3 separate regions of the Sus scrofa genome follow, and all the other regions are linked to region 2. A link is a contact called in public Hi-C and HiChIP or PLAC-seq data. All regions are on one chromosome and are shown on one strand. The core of a region is the stretch at or near the end of the contact, and the rest is flanking DNA. Distances in the headings are between cores, read along the strand shown.

Region 1 (2,700 bases), core at 95-2,594, 660 kb before region 2:
TAGGATTTTCTTTTCTTGCTACATTCACTGAAGAATAATAGTATGTAATTATTTCCTGTGTGATCTGGAATATTGAGACCTCTTGCCAAATGCAGTCCTTTGATTCGTTTTCACGACATGAAGTTGGCCTTTAGGTGCTGTGGTTGTGGTTCCCCAAACAGGATATTAATTTTTGCACAGCTGGAGAAACATAATCCTGTTTCATGATTTAGTGGGCCAAAGATCCTCCTACCTCCTCACGCTATCCTTTTATGAAAATAAATATTAATTTGGTTTCTCTGTGGATCATTTGCAACAAACCTGTATTTTCCAGGTGCTCACTGCATACTCAGGTGAGCATACTCAGTTAAGGCAGCCCATTTGGAACAAATGAGCTTTGGCCAAGAGTTAATGATAAAAATACCTTACTTACAAAAGCTCTAATATAGCACTCTGGTGTCTCCTGCATGGTTTTGCCAACAAATTCTTCTTCGCCTGAAATATAGGATCTTTAAAGTCAACTGCCATTTTCCCTCCAAGAGACTAGGGGAAGAGAGTTTGTGACTGTTGTGTTGCGAAGGACCTGTTCCACCCCACCCCACCCCTCACCCGCACCTGTTCCTCCCGTAGGCTCTTAATTCAGCACAGGTAGAGAAAAAGAGCAATGAAACATACTTGCGTTAGGCTTGCAGCCATTAGCTCTTTTGAATGGGAAAAAATTTGAACTATATGGCTACTGGAAATTTGGGCTGTTTCAGAGCCAGATCAGCTGCCCCTGAGTCTTCTCCCACAGCCTGTGGCTTGGCTTGTCAGAATTTGCCTAACCCCCAGATCCCCAGTGCTCCTTTTCTCAAGTTCCAAATGTTCCTTCTTCTACCCAGGAAGCATTCTCTGACATCTCAAGCCTTGGCTAAGTGATGTGCCTCCGTATTTCACTGCTACCTGCGTCTTTCCCATCATAACACTGGCATTGCTCCTTCTCCTGTGTTGGCGTGGGTTCCACCCCCTCCCCAACCAAATTATAAGATTTTGAAACCCAATGACCATGTCTTTTCTATTCCACAGGACTCTTAGATAATTCACCAAGACCAAAATAGGGTTGCTTTTTTCCTAGCACATAGCCTAACCTAGGAATTCAGTGGATGTGAATGAATGAACACATGGATGAAATTAAGATCTGCCTAGGGCAAGAACACCAGAGTTAGAGGCAGTTGTCTTTCCAACAGCCCTCGAGGGCTGGGAAGTTCCAGACAGCCTGTGAGGGGAGCCCCTAGGTGGTACCCAGGCAGTGCGCAGCAGCCTCCTCTTTCTTCCATCCCCACCCTTCCTCTCCCAACACCCTGTCTAACTGGCTGAAGAGACTCCATCTACCATGGAGGGAGCTTTCATCCTTCACCCCATCCCTAGAAAAGATCCTGATGGTTCAGCATTGTGTCTAAGTCATTTAGCTCTGAATGCAAACATCGCAGAAAACACGGAGAGCTTGTAGAGAAACTGTACCACTTCTAGGGTCCAATTTAATCTATAAAAGTTCACTTTTTGCTCAGTATCTGATTTCATTTGAGGCCTGGTTTCCTCTCTTACCACCCCCAGACCCATGAAATCTGGATTAATTTGTATATGTGGCAGAATACTAATAGTCTCAATAAATACCAGTGTAGGAGTTCCCGTGGTGGCACAGCGGTAATGAACCCGACTAGTATCCATGAGGACTCAGGTTTGATCCCTGGCTTCGCTCAGTGGATTAAGGATCTGGCATTGCCATGAGCTGTGGTGTAGGTCGCAGACATGGCTTGGATCCTGTGTTGCTGTGGCCGTGGTTTAGGCCGGCAGCTGTAGCTCCGATTCAACCCTTAGCCTGGGAACCTCCATATGCCACAGGTGCAGCCCTAAAAAGACAAAGAAGAAGTTATGCATATTTGGGAAGTGAGCCATATGGACGTGCACATTTTTCATTCAGTCTACAGACAGAACATGCAGGTGGTTTTGCAGATCCCGTGAGGTAACTCCACTGCTCCAAGGGGTCTGAGGTCCACAAGTTGAGACCTGCTGGGCCAACTAATTTGAAATCGGTCTTATTTGGAAAATCCAGGATGTCTGATGGTGATGTCTTACAGAAATACCTCTTTTAGTGTTCCAGTCTGTGGACTCTGGCAGAAATAATAGTTTGTTGCAAAACAGATCACTCTTTTTTTGTTTGCAAAGTCTTCGTAACCAGCTGAATCACAGCTTGCTTTTCACTTCTCGTAACACCTTGCAACATCACAAAATATTTGCTGGAGTTTGTGAAGGGCGGCTACAGAATTAGTAAACTGAAAGGAAGGCTGCCTTCACTCCCACCCCTGTCAGCACCTTCTGTTCTAGCAGACCGAAAGGCAGCTTGAGAACTCTGATTGCTTCTCCAGATAAGGACAACTCTTGGCACTGTTGCCTGGGGCAAGAATGCAAGCAAAGGAAACATTAGGGAGTTGTGCAGGTGCCAGTACATAATACTGTCACTTCACAGAGTCGAATTTACAAATGACTCCATGAAGGTGAGTTGCTATGGTAGCCACCTTCTCAACTTTTACATCTGTAAGGACCATGTAGGCCATTTCTATTTGGAAGTATCTAATCTGGGTTTAATGAAAAACTACCATCTAACTAAATCCTAGTTAACTAGGATCTTATAATGCTAAACCAAGAAGGGACCTTAGCAATTATCTGGTTCTCATCCCAGGT
Region 2 (2,700 bases), core at 172-2,671:
GTGGGTTAAGGATCCAGGATTTTCATGAGCTGTGGTGTAGTTTGCAGATGCAACTTGGATCTGGAGTTGCTATGGCTGTGGCTTAGGTGGCAGCTGCAGCTCCTATTTGGCCCCTAGCATGGGATCTTTCATATGCCACAGGTACAGCCCTAAAAAGACAAAAGTAAAAATAAAAAATAAAAAAATAAAAATTAGGAGTTCCCATCATGGCTCAGCAGAAACCAATCTGACTAGTATCCTTGAGGATGCAGGTTTGATCCTTGGCCTCCATCAATGGGTTAAAGATCCAGCATTGATGTGGACTGTGGTGTAGGTCGCAGATGCCACTCGGATCCCACATTGCTGTGGCTGTGGCATGTGTAGGCTGGTGGCTACAGCTCCCATTCAACCCCTAGACTGGGAACCTCCATATGCTGCGGGTGTGGCCCTAAAAAGACAAAAGATAAAATAAATAAATAAATAGAAGTAAAACTTAAGGCCCTGCACCTGTTCAGCTGATCCTTGCAGAGCCAGCGAGGCCCCTTCCTCCGTCTCCCACCCCCTCCTCAGCACCTGCAGCCCAGGGCTGCGCCCCCCAAAGGCTGCTCTGTAAGTAGACATCAGCTTTCTTCTGTCTCCAGCACCCCTTGTGCAGCGGAAGATAATGGATCTGGAAGACCATCCCCATGGGACACAAGAGAATCCCCCCTACCCCGCCATTTCTATCAACCTTATCTGCTCATGTGGGGCTCTCATCTCCAAGAGGCAATTTAATCCCCCTCCTGGAACTCAAAAGTCACATACCCATTCCCCAGGGAGCTGAGGTATTAAGAAAGGCCAGCGTTTAGGATTACTCTTCGATAAGAGTCTTGTTTAGACAAGATCGCGTATAAAAACTGGCCTGATCCCCACACCCCGGCTCTCCTTTCTTCCTCTCTTGCTTGGAAGATTGCAAGATTGTGCAATCCGCCCCAGAGACCTGGGCAATTTGCTTTCGAACATGCAAACCTGTTTCCCAGCCTTCAGGGTCGCCCTCCCCCGGGGCCTCCCTCCTCCCTCCCTGGGAGTAGCCGCTTGGGGCTCCCCTGGGGTTGACAGCTCAGATCTGTTTCTGGGCACTTCCTCCTGCTACTTGCTCATTTACATTTTGAAACTAGAGCAAAGTTCAGCCATGGTTGGCTTCCTGCACCCTAGGAGCTGCCCGATCCTGGTTAGAAAAAGCAGACAATAGCAACCTGGGAAACTGCACAGTATTTTGGCAGCAGGTTTCTTTGTGTTAAGTCTCTGGTTCTGCAATGGTGGAAACACCCAGGGATGTAAATAGCAATGAGAAAAGGCCACTTGTGCCACTCTTAGGTTTTGTGGTGGCAGGTTCTTTCCCCCATCCCCCAAAGGGTAGGTTGTATTTTTATTTTGCTTGGTTTAAACCGGAGATAAAAGTGTCCACACCCCGTGTTGAGGCCCTGGGGCCCTCCCCACAAGCTGTGAGAGTTCCTTCCTTCCCCCTCGCGCCCTGGCTCTTCTGTCTCAGCACTGTCCTCTCCCAGGCTCCCCGCCACCCCCTCTTTTTTTTAACCCCCTTCATTTTTGGCCGCCCCACAGCATATGGAGCTCCTGGACCAGGGATTAGACTGCGCCTCAGTCAAGACCTAAGCCACAGCATCCTTGACACACTGTGCTGGGGCCAGAAATCGAATCCAAGACGCCGCCCACCCAGTTGTGCCACAGCAGGCATTCCCCGGGGCCCATTCTGAAGACCAGTCACCCCAGCTGCAAAGCAGGGGTAACACCATTGCAGCCTCAGGAGTTGGGAGGGTTGAGGGAGGCAGCAAAGCTCCATGCCTGACGCCCAGCCTGGCTCGACAGGCCCGCAGCACCTCGGCTCAGCCATGCTTAGGGTGTGTTGTTGCAGGTCACAGGTTACTTGGATCCACGCTGTGCTGTGCAGGTGGGGGGGGGCATCTCTGGGGCCTCCCTTCCACACGGGTACACAGCAGGCTGCCCCAGAGGCTGGGCCGGGCCCAGGAGTTTCTGGTGGAAGCAGAGGCTTCCTAGTCTGAGCCCCGTCTGCCGGATTCCAGGCCAGGCCCAACAGCCCTTCAGTACAGAACTTTTTGTACATTCCACAGCAGCTGAAAGGGCTTTTGTCCCCACTCAGGAAGGACAAATGACAAAGGCAATTGTGTGTCTCCTCGCAGACCCACACAGCTTGGGAAGAGAAACTTCTTCAAGAGGCCAGCGCTGCCACAAATGTGATCACACAGCCTCGCAAGTGGGGAGCAGGGTGGGGTCTGGCTTCCCACGAGTGTGGCAGGGTGCACATGACGCAGACACACAAACCCGGAAACTGCTCCTGGTTAGACCAGCAGGCCCGTGAGCTGCAGATGCCACAGCTGCAAGGGGGCCTCGGGAAGGGCATCCCCCACCTGCCAGGAGCTTGCAACTTGATTATGACCCTTTGCCAGGCGGGGCCACAAAGACCACAACTTGTCACAGGAAACACAGTTCTTTCCACACGGGCCATTCTCATGAAGACCATTAGGCTGTGCCAGAGAATGATCAATGGAATTCTGTCCTGGGGTCCCTTCCAATGCATAATTATTTATGGCCTATGGAGGAGGTTGAAACTCTAGACAGCCCATGTGAAATCCATCACTTGTAAGGACGAATTCTAATTGAGAGGAGGTGGATCTCTCTTTTAGCCATTTTCTTTCTCCTTCT
Region 3 (2,700 bases), core at 134-2,633, 690 kb before region 2:
CCAAAATACCAAAATGGCAATGTCAGACGCTAGATTCCAATGAAAAGAAGAGCTTCATGAAAAGGGAAAAAAAATTTTACTTTCTCTCTCTCCCATCTCTATATATCTATTTTATGTATGCATGTATTTACAAATTATCTAACAGAGAGCTTATATGTAGTATTGACTAATGTTAAGTAAGGAGTCCACGTGTCACACTGTGGTGACTAGTCCAGAATAAAACCCCATATATATACACACACATATATGTGTACGTGTGCGTATATATAAAAGGGTAAAAGGGCAAATCCAGGCCTTATCCTAACACTCTCATTTATTCACACTATATTTTTCAAAAGAAAATACATTACTGATAAGGAAAAAGACTAGCAGAGATTAGTAAACATTGCAAGCTACCAAGGTCCCAAGTGCTAAAGCCATTTCAAACCCTAGCTAACCTTTTTGATGATATAGATATATACTAGGAGGTATGAATGGCAAGAAAGGAGAAAGGAAATCTTTCTCACCGGTCCTATCTTCTTCTGGGCCACCCTCAAAATCCCAATTGACAGGAGCAGATTTGTACATAAGACAGTGAGCAATACACAAACTTAATGCTGCGTGAATGAGTGAATGAACGAAGAGTAGGTGCAGAGTTGCCCTTCCTGAGAAACCAGCCTTATATTAGGCCTTGGAGAGCTCAGGAGGACTTCCGCCAGGTGCCCCCTGGGGCAGCTATTGCCCAGGTGCCCGTGGTCTGACCTGGCCCAGATCCTCAAGCCTTGCAGCGGAAGAGAGGGCCATTCTGAAAGGCTCCTGGAGGCGCCTTCGCGGGAATCGTGGGACCGTAATCTCCAGCCCCATCCCAAACTGGGTCGCTGCGGACTCTGCCCAAGCCCCAGCCGACTGTGGGCAGAAAGGGACAAGCTGAGAAGCATAATCAAAGAGCACAGGCGTAAAGACCAAGAGAAACGGCGGGACAAACACAGAAAGTCGGAACTGAAAAAGAGCCAGTTCATCGGGGCAGCCCCTGGGTCACGCCGGAAGGGCGGCGCTCGAGGGGCCCGCGGGCAAGGGCCTATTGGTAGCAGAGATTTCCGATCAGTTGGGCAATTGGCGGGGGTGGCTTGCAGCCGCTGGAGGCTCGTGCGCCGGGAGCGTCCGGCTGGGCTTACCTAACTCTCCCGCTCGCGGAAGAGAACGGGAGGGCTACTACCTCCCACCATCAGGTGCAACTCGCCGCCCTGAGTCTCGCGCAGGCGCAGGCCAGCAGGGCGGAGACCGAAGGCCTCACAACCAATCGCAGAAGTGGAGAGGTGGGCCAAGAAGGAAGCCCCGCCTTCCCGCTCTCCTTTATTCCTCCCGCGGCTTTCCAGGTGTAGAATAGGCGGGGCGGAGGATCCGGAAGTGGACTTTCATAACCCGGAAGGGGAGTGTTTTCTCAGCTGTGGTGTTGATGGTTTCCAGCTCCCGATCCTACTGCGACTGAGGGAATCGTCGCGAAAGGATGGTGTGCGAAAAATGTGAGTTAAGGAAACTCTTCTGCGGGAGAAGAAGGCTGGGACAACCTAACTGGAGTTCCCCGGGACTTTATTCCTTTGTTTTTACTTTGGCCACAAGTCTCTGATTCTAGCCTCTGTTCTGTCCTGCCCTTTGACCATTCCTGCCTCTCCATCGACCGTATAGTCCTCCGTTTGTTGCATTCAGGGTGGTCTCCTTGTCTGTTTTGCACCTCCTTGTCTGTTTCCATTGTTTTCGTTCAACCCCTGAGCTTCTTGACTGGCTCCCTCATTTCAGAGCTTCAGGTTGAAATGGATCTTAAAAGTCGCTTCCACAGCAACTGGAGTTGCTAGGTTTAGCAAATAAAAGTACTGGACGCCCAGTTAAATTTGAATTTCAGGTAAACCAAGAATAATTTTTAGTGTGCGTCCTATGCAATATTTGAGATTTGGCTCTGTTTGCTGCTCCTTACTGCTGTAAAGCAAGGCACTTACTTTTAGGACATTGTCTACTGAAAAAGTATTCATTGTTTATTTGAAATTTAAATCTAACTTTTGGCGCAGGGTTCCATACCTGGCCCAGGAACTTCCACATGCTGTGAGTGCTTAAATGGTCCTTGAACGAATACCCAGAGTATTGAGGAATGGTGGCCGGTGTGTAGGAGAATCTCACCACCTTGGAAGCAGTCCGTGTTGATTTTACTGGCTTTTAGAAAGGTCTTTCCTTCTTCTAGTTGCCGTCCAGTAATTCTAATACCACCCTCTGAGATTTGATATTTTTGCTCCCACAAACTGGTTGTGTATTTAAAAAGAGCAGTCTTATTCCCGTTTTCCTGAGTCTAAACATGTCCTCTTAATTTGATTATCGTCAGTTTGATTATCATCTAATTAACTTGATCCATTTCGTTTACCCCCCCCCCACAGTATATAAAGCCTTATAGCTTTGAACACAGAATTTGAATCACAGTTTTCAGATTAGGTGAAAGAATGACCATGACAGTTACTTTAATACATTCTCAAGGTGCAGAGAATAATTTGGGATTTCTGTATCTGGAGACTGGCATTCAGGATGACCCTCTACAATGAGGCCACATCTTACCTTTTTAACTTTATTTTCACTAACCCTTACCATCTTTACAGTTCAGCCAAGCCAAACTATTTTGCCTGACTGCATGTACCTCGAGTTCTCCACGCCTTTTATCAGGATGTGTCCTTTATCCAG

The links. Hi-C and Micro-C count contacts between places; a contact is called where the count stands out from the background. HiChIP or PLAC-seq counts read pairs in DNA pulled down with a chosen protein or histone mark.
Region 1: a contact with region 2 is called in a Hi-C map of omental adipose tissue, with 1.9 times the contacts expected there. The contact joins two enhancer-like sites. A contact is called at or near these places in 16 of 47 Hi-C or Micro-C datasets (adipose tissue, alveolar macrophages, embryonic fibroblasts and 10 more) and 2 of 2 datasets of contacts at active chromatin or transcription factors (alveolar macrophages and skeletal muscle).
Region 3: an H3K27ac HiChIP or PLAC-seq map of skeletal muscle shows a contact between it and region 2, with 6 times the contacts expected there. The contact joins the promoter of PIGF here to the enhancer-like site in region 2. A contact is called at or near these places in 13 of 47 Hi-C or Micro-C datasets (adipose tissue, embryonic fibroblasts, fetal heart ventricle and 7 more) and 2 of 2 datasets of contacts at active chromatin or transcription factors (alveolar macrophages and skeletal muscle).

Annotation. Positions count from the first base shown.
Region 1 is chr3:93,899,680-93,902,379 of Sscrofa11.1, reverse strand. It overlaps a transcript of SOCS5 not described here and the pseudogene LOC110260020. Among named protein-coding and RNA genes, the nearest start is that of PIGF, 25 kb to the left of the region's middle. Within about 2 kb of position 1,344, at least 3 of the 83 cell types and tissues checked have an H3K27ac peak or open chromatin away from gene starts, as enhancers often do. A contact at or near this core is called in liver and omental adipose tissue, where this site is marked.
Region 2 is chr3:93,237,437-93,240,136 of Sscrofa11.1, reverse strand. No RefSeq gene overlaps it. Among named protein-coding and RNA genes, the nearest start is that of EPCAM, 54 kb to the right of the region's middle. Within about 2 kb of position 1,421, at least 49 of the 83 cell types and tissues checked have an H3K27ac peak or open chromatin away from gene starts, as enhancers often do. A contact at or near this core is called in adipose tissue, alveolar macrophages, liver and 4 more, where this site is marked.
Region 3 is chr3:93,924,569-93,927,268 of Sscrofa11.1, reverse strand. PIGF (phosphatidylinositol-glycan biosynthesis class F protein) reads right to left here and starts at 1,383. Exons shown (of 6, transcript XM_003125167.6): 1 at 1,155-1,383. CRIPT (cysteine-rich PDZ-binding protein) reads left to right here and starts at 1,353. Exons shown (of 6, transcript XR_002342732.1): 1 at 1,353-1,502. It also overlaps a transcript of SOCS5 not described here.